Regions from separate parts of the Mus musculus genome. Here region 2 is linked to region 1. Evidence: chromatin contacts called from public Hi-C data. All regions are on one chromosome and are shown on one strand. Each heading gives the region's core, a stretch centred on a gene start, on an enhancer-like site or on the middle of the called end of the contact. The rest is flanking DNA. Distances are from core to core; before and after follow the strand shown. Region 1 holds the start of Sdcbp2 (syndecan binding protein (syntenin) 2). Region 2 overlaps Snph (syntaphilin).

The links. Hi-C and Micro-C count contacts between places; a contact is called where the count stands out from the background.
Region 2: a Hi-C map of olfactory sensory neurons shows a contact between it and region 1, with 2.5 times the contacts expected there. The contact joins the enhancer-like site here to the promoter of Sdcbp2 in region 1. A contact is called at or near these places in 1 of 39 promoter capture datasets (macrophages), 4 of 484 Hi-C or Micro-C datasets (the N1E-115 cell line, brain, nephron progenitors and 1 more), 2 of 115 datasets of contacts at active chromatin or transcription factors (embryonic stem cells and intestinal crypt epithelium) and 2 of 9 other capture datasets (liver and pancreatic islet).

The regions. Positions count from the first base shown.
Region 1 is chr2:151,570,854-151,574,495 of GRCm38.p6, reverse strand. Sdcbp2 (syndecan binding protein (syntenin) 2) reads right to left here and starts at 1,873. Exons shown (of 9, transcript NM_145535.2): 1 at 1,792-1,873. It overlaps Gm39959 (a long non-coding RNA gene), which reads left to right and starts at 2,471. Exons shown (of 3, transcript XR_866853.2): 1 at 2,471-2,525.
Region 2 is chr2:151,603,465-151,607,106 of GRCm38.p6, reverse strand. The region is part of intron 2 of Snph (syntaphilin); the gene reads left to right. Among named protein-coding and RNA genes, the nearest start is that of Snph, 27 kb to the left of the region's middle. Within about 2 kb of position 1,631, at least 92 of the 459 cell types and tissues checked have an H3K27ac peak or open chromatin away from gene starts, as enhancers often do. A contact at or near this core is called in the N1E-115 cell line, brain, embryonic stem cells and 1 more, where this site is marked.

The sequences.
Region 1 (3,642 bases), core at 624-3,123:
CAACAGTAACACATTTACGGTTATGAAGTAGTAACAAAAAAAAAAAAATTTACGGTTGGGGTGGTCACCAGAACATGAGGAAAACTGTATTAAATGTCACAGCATTAGGAAGGTTGAGAGCCACTGTTTTAGTTGGTGTGCCATTGGTTCTTTGAGGTGAATAGGTGTTTGTACACATCTCCCCAGAAATGTCATCTGACACCTTGATAAACATTTTCCCACTTACCACCTGTAGAAAGCCTCTTAAAGAAAAACTAGGTGTAGGGAGGGAAACTCCAGCCCTAGTGAGATACACAGAAAGTAGTGTGACAGCGCAAGAGCTTGCTCAGTTCCTGCAGGTAGCTGACTCTCGGAAGGGACTTGCTCCCAAGGACTTCCCTCCCCTCACTATCGTTCGATCTCCATCCCAGAGCTTTCTATACATCTTCGTATTGTAAGCAATAACAACACAGTATATCAGCAGTCAGGCCCTGGGGAATCAGCAGGGCTGGAAAGGGGCCCATTAGCCCCCATCTTTGAACTTACAGAATAAGAACACTTTGTTCCAAACTGCTGGAACTCTGGGACTCCCACTTGTTCCTGTGGACAACTCATCTATCCTTCAGAAAACAGAAGCGTGGGTTAATGTGATGGAGTAATAGCTTCTGTAAGGCCAAATTAGCCCAGGGATCTGGTGAATCGGCAAGGAGGAGGCTGTTGCTAAGCCACAAGCATGTACCTCCTCCTTCCAGGGCTATACTGTGCCAGAGGGAACGGGACTCAGGAAATTCTGTTCTCCCAGTGAAGGTCCAGGGGAGGCAGAACAGAAGCCAGGCTTTAGAGAGGCTCAACCTACTGCTTGCCTCTGACTATGAGAGCAAAGAATGGACTAGGCTCCATGTCCGATATAGTTATTTTGTAACCATGTCCGATATAGTTATTTTGTAACTATAGTAAAATAACAGTTACTTTAAGCAGAGTTATCTAGGCATGAGAAGACTATTTAAATGGGTTACACATGGAGAACATTTAGCACAGTGCCTAGCACAAATAGGCAACTCCATAACTGTCTGCTCATCCCACCTAGGGCCACCTCCTAAGTCCAGGCACTGTTTTGGATGCCCACAGTAAGAAGTGAACACAATCATCACTCTTTGATGTAGGGACTTTGTAGTGAAGAGCTGGATTAAAAAGCCCCAAGACTTTGTGGGCTGTGTCAGGTGGTGGGAAGAACTGGGGAGGAGAATGAAGTGGGGTGGAGAGCAGAGGGTGGCAGTAGGATTAGGGAAGCCTTGCTGTGGAGGGGAGAGACATTTGTGTAAAAGCTTAAAGAATTGGGTGGGCAAGAACATTCCGGGGGGTCAGGCCCACTGCACAGACCCTGGGGTGAGCATGCCCCCAGTGTTCAGAGGACCCTGAGGGAGGAAACCAGAGAAGATGGGAGGGGCTCAGACCCTGGAGGGCTCATGGGGCTTGGTGAGAATTTTGACCCTTCTTGAGTGAGAGGGAGCCACAAGGAAAGTCTGAGCATCAGAGAGCCATAGCCTTCAGGGCCTTCTGGCCAATGGATGTAGGGTAGATTAGAGGTAAGTGTAGAAGATAGAACAGTGCAGAAAATCATACGTCCTCCAAACCCTGCCAGGGAGCAGAAAAAGGAAAGCTTTGTTCCCATTTCCTTCTAAGAGTGAAGCAAATTAAAAGGAATTTACCTACCTAGGAAGTCCTAGAAGACAGGACAAGGGAGGGAAAGAAATTGGTTGTGAGCAGGTCTTGTTTAGCTCCTCTATCCCAGCCGATACGGACTGTTCTTACCTGCTGGCTCCGCACGCTGTCCTCTTCTCCAGCCACTGCAGCCTCCTGGCATGTGCTGGTCGCCTGTGTCCCAGTTGGGTTCCTGCTCTGGGAAGGGTGGTGCCCGCCCCTTGTTCAGCTGACTCACCGTGGACTAGGATGGGCCCAGGTAAGCCTGTGTGGCTCGGTAAACAGAGCAGTCACCCACGAGTGGGTGGGGCTAAAGCGTACAGCTGATATGCGTAGATGCTGTAGAGATGGGTGCGAACTAGGGCTACTTGGCCCTATGAGGAAGTCAGCACGACTGTGGCGGCCTCACCCTGCCAATAGGCAGTTAACTGGAGAACAGTGAGAGAGATGTCCTGGGCCTTAAAAGATGGCCGCAGGTTGTAACCTAGTGTATTTCTTAGAAATCAATTGCAGTGCAGTCTCTGGATCCATCATGGTGTTTCTTTTAGTAAAACCAATCTAGAAATCCCAGATGCCTGACACTGGTTAAAGGAGTCACCAATCTATAGACGATGACACAATTATTAAATCATTTCAGGAAGGTGCCAAGGGGAAATATAACAATACTGAGACAGCGAATAATCACCATTGAGGTCATACCCTCTGGTTTTGTTTTCAGAAAAGTGTGTACTGCAGGAAGTCTAGAGAGCCCCACCCCCTTTCCGGCTCTCTTTCATTCTTTCTGAGATGCTAGGGACCGAGCCTTACACTCCTAAGCAAATGCTGCCTGACATCTCCAGGCCCTGGTGAGCTTTTCACTTTGTAGTTGTGTAGATTCCAATAATGGTAGCAAAGTGTGTGTGTGTGGGCACACACAGACACACACACACTGCCTTTGCCTGTGTGTATATGTAGAAGTCAGAGATTGACAGTCTTCCTCTATTCTCCTCCACCTTAGTTTTAAGACAGGGTCTCTCACTGAACCTAGTGCTCACCATTTAAGCTAGCCTGGCTGTTCAGCAAGCCCCTGGGATCCGCCTCAGCACCTGTAGTGCAAATGTACCTGCTGTTCACGACTTTCATGTGGGTGTGGAGAGGTCCTCATATATGCATAGCAAGCACATTACCCATCAAACCATCCCTCCAGCCTTACTTATGATTTTCCTAAGAAAGCAGTAAGTATTTTGGATTTTTTTTTTAAAAAATCTAATTGGAGCCGGGGGTGGTGGTGCATGCCTTTAATCCCAGCACTTGGGAGGCAGAGGCAGGTGGACTTCTGAGTTCGAGGCCAGCCTGGTCTACAGAGTGAGTTCCAGGACTGCCAGGGCTATACAGGAAAACCCTGTCTTGGAAGAAAAAAAAACAAAAAAAACAACCCCCCCCCCCAAAAAAAAATCTAATTGGAAATCTCCTAGGAAAATTAAGGAACTGTGTTGATAGGACAGAGTTTACTTTCTTTTTCTTTTCCTTTGTCCCTCTTTTTTTTTTCTTTTTTAAGACAGGCTCTCTGTATGTAGCCTTGGCTGTCTTAGACCAGGCTGGCTTTGAAGGCTTAGAGATCTGCCTGCCTTTGCCTCCCAAGTGCTAGGTTTAAGGTGTGTACCACCAAATCCATCTCTATATCTCTATTATGTTTTTTTTTTTAATTTTGTTTTTGTTTTTTTTGTTTTTTCGAGACAGGGTTTCTCTGTATAGTCCTGGCTGTCCTGGAACTCACTTTGTAGACCAGGCTGGCCTCGAACTCAGAAATCCGCCTGCCTCTGCCTCCCAAGTGCTGGGATTAAAGGCGTGCGCCACCACACCTGGCGGCTCTATTATGTTTTTTAAACCTTGAAGCTTTTGAATGTACATTTAACCCACTACTCATATGAAAGTCAAGTTAAAAAAAAAGAGGAAGAGAAATTCCTGATGGGTATAGTTGGA
Region 2 (3,642 bases), core at 382-2,881, 33 kb before region 1:
CCCCTCTTGTTGGGGCGATTAGGCAGTACTTGAGATTGAGCCCAGGGTCTTTCACATACTCTGTAAGCCTCTGCTACATCCTTAGCCTCCAAATCCTTCTTTCGAAAATGGTCTTCCCCTGGGTTTTGTTCCCAGTATCCACACTGTGTGTCACAACCATTTGTAATGACATTCTAAGGGATCTAAAATCCTCTTCTGGCCCCCATGGGCACCAGGCACACATGTGATACACATATATATGTGTAAACACTCAGACACATAATAAAAATAAATCTTTTTAATTAAAAAAAAAGAAGAATTCTAAAAACAAACAAAAAAACCAAAATGGTCTTACTGGCCAGAGGAGATGTCTCGGTTGTAAGGTACAAGCTTCAGGGCTGAGTCTGCATCCCTAGTTTGTCATGGTGCACACCCAGAATCCCAGCCCTTGGGAGGCTGAAGCAGAAGGATTCTTGGGGTTTGTTGGCCAGACAGTCTAGATGAACTGGTGAGCTTTAGGTTCAGTGAGAAACCTTGTTTCAGAAAATAAGCCATTGAACAAGACACCCCACTTTGGCCTCTGGCTTCCACATATACACAAGTGCACATGTACAAACACACACACACACACACACACACACACACACACACACACACCTTACACCTTCAGACCTTCTAGTCAGTTTTTGTCCTTGTGACAAAAGATGTCAGCAAAGTGAAAAGGGGGAATTTTTGAACATAGTTTAAGTAGGATTAGCCTATGGGAGAGGGGCATAGCTGTTCACCTCACAGCAGCCCCACAGAGGGGAAAGAGAGACAGACAGACAGACTGATAGAACGAGAGGATAACTATATATACAGACTCTCTTCTTTCTTTTGCTCTGTGACCCAGCCTACGGGATGGAGCCCCCACATTCAGGGTGGCTTCCTCCTTTAGTTCCTCTGCTCTGGAATGCCCCCCCCCAGACACACCCAGAAGGGTGCATTCCTCATCCCCAGTGCTGACTATCACTAATCGCCGCACCTTGCGTGAGTAGAACCAATATGAGGACCCCATTGGCTGAAATGGAGGAGGAAGCCTGAGCCCACCCTGCCTAGCAGTCCAGAGCTAAGTTTCTTAGGTGGTGTGTAGATAGAGGCTTGGGACCGGTTCTGAGGCATCTGAGACTAGTCCTGTGGAGCTGCCTCAGCCCTCAAGCCTTTCCTGGTTACCTTGGAAACCCCTGCAGCGTTTAGCCAAGTTGTGGAACAGTCCTGCCACTGTTCTGGGGTTGCCACAGTGCGAACACAGAATCCAGTGGCTCTGTTGAGTGGTTTCAGTCCTGGGAGTGGCTTGTGCCAGAGACAGGAAGTGATCTGGTGAAGTACCCCCTCCCCCAACTCCTGCCAGCTTAAGTGCAGGAAGGCTGGACTCGAGTCTGCGGAGGGGGGGGGGGGGGATGAGACCGCCCTGAAACCTGCATAGTTTGGCCTGCCACCTCACTGGAGCTGCCCTGAAGTTCTAAGGTTGGAGGGTAGCTGCTGGCAAGCATCCGGGCCCGTTTCCATTTCCATCTCTGGCATTAGCATCCAAGGAGCACAAGTTGCTCTATCTGCCAGGGAAGGCTGGTCCAGGTTCTGCCTTGGCAGCGATGGGATCTTTCCCAAGCTCTGGTTGCCGTGCTCGGCTTTGCACAGCTGCTGGAGGCTGAGTCATAAGCTCAGCCTGTTCTGTTCTCTGGGGTTGCAGGGTTGCTTTCTTCTTTCATAGGTGGCTGATACTTTGTAGGTTGGGGGGGGGGAGATACCTTCAAAGGTATATTCTGGGACTGTCACTTAGAACACTGGCTGACCTGAGCACCTGGCTGCTCCCCATGTTGAGTAAGATGCCAGGATCTCCCAAGAGATGCAGCTTCCTGATCGTACAGCTTCGGAAACTGTGACCCAGAAGAGACAGCATCATATCCCAGTCCCTTGTTTTATAAACAGCCCTAAATGAGAATGTGGGACCCAGATACCCTAGAGACCATCTCGTCTAGCTTCATGATCTAGCACGGGGTTTTAAACCATTATATTATGAACAACTGTGTGTTGATTGTGTTTGTTCCTATGAAATACACCAGGGAACTTCAGCTAAGAGGCCAAGACAGGAAGGGATGAGAGCCAGTCCCTGTAGGAAGGCTGCAGAGCACAGGCTGAATACACAGACCTGGGGGGTGGGATGCAGTGGGCTGGCAAACAGCTCAAGCAGAGATATGGTGGTGCTTTGACAAGCAGAGCTCTCATTATGTACACATGCACACACACATGCACACATGCACACACACGCAGAGGAGGAAAAGAAAAGGGCGGAGGAGACTGTTGTAGGTGGAAAGGGTTTGATCACCAAGATTAAGTTTTTCCCACTTTGCTTCCATATAACCACAAGCTTCTGATAGATTTCAAACATGGTCCAGGTCTTTTCTCTGTTAATCTTGATGCTAACCCAGACCCATGCCCTCTTGCATTCACCCCTAGAAGGTTTTCACAGCTTCCTGCCTGCTCTCCTTTCCTCTGGTCCTGTCCTTTCCCTACAAACTCTACCCAGGGCTTCCTTGAATAAACGTCTGATGTGCCCATCTCCTTTGTGGGATAGCTCCATGCCTCCCTGTGGCCCACTGGACACGACCCTGGCCTACCAGGCTATGTGGCCTCACTCACTGATCCTCGCCTCTGAGCAGCTGTATTATTGAGTTACTTACTGCCTTTGGCCATGCCACCCTGTCTTCCCACTGGTGGACTCCTGCCCACCCTTCCAGACTCAACACACGTTTCTGATGGGAAGAAGGTTTTCTTGACCTTCCCGAGGCCACCAAAATGTCTTGGCTATTTCTTTTTTGAAGGTCATATCACACTTCAATTATCTACTTCCAGACCAGTGTCTGATCCTGTTCGTCCAGTGGCTCTTGTGTGGCAGAGCCGCCATCCATGCCATCTGCATGCACTGTTTCGTGTTACTTTCACGGTGCCCAGCGAGGAGGTGCCGCTCCCGGTGGGTGAGAGGCTGAATCTCAGCAGTAGCCAGACTTGCTGAGACACGCGTTCAGAGTACAAGAGCCAGAATTCAACCCCAGGTCTGTTCAGCCCTATTTCTGCAGCCTTTCAGCTCTTGCTCCTCATTATAAGCCCTTAGGCAGCACTGGGCATGGGGATGACCAATCAAAGAGGCAGATGTTTGTGCAGTTGCTATGGAGTGTGCACAATGGGGAAACAGGGACACTGGTGTGAAAAGGGGTGGGTGCCCTTGGGGTTGAAGGGACGAGAGATTGTTGGCTGTGCTCCCGTGACTTAGGGTTTCCTTTCACCTTCTATTCCAAGTGGCTGCCTCCAGCTGCCTGGGGACAGGCCTGTGGGACTCCAGGCTGAACAGGCAACGTGGCAATAAATGCCATGGCAACATGCCTCCTCTCTCGGGCTATGATGAGAGGGAGGAGTTAAGAAGACACAGGACACTCACTGGGGCCTCTGAGCAGGATCCTGAAGAGGAGGCACCCTATGGGACTGGGTGGCTTCTGCCTTCCCAAGAGGGACCCTGCCTGTGAGGTCCCATCCCAGCAGGGGAAATGCCACTTCTACTCTGCCCCAAATTAATAGCTGGTTCTGGCCTCCCAGGAGACTGTTAACTGTGTCCAGGTACAAATGCCA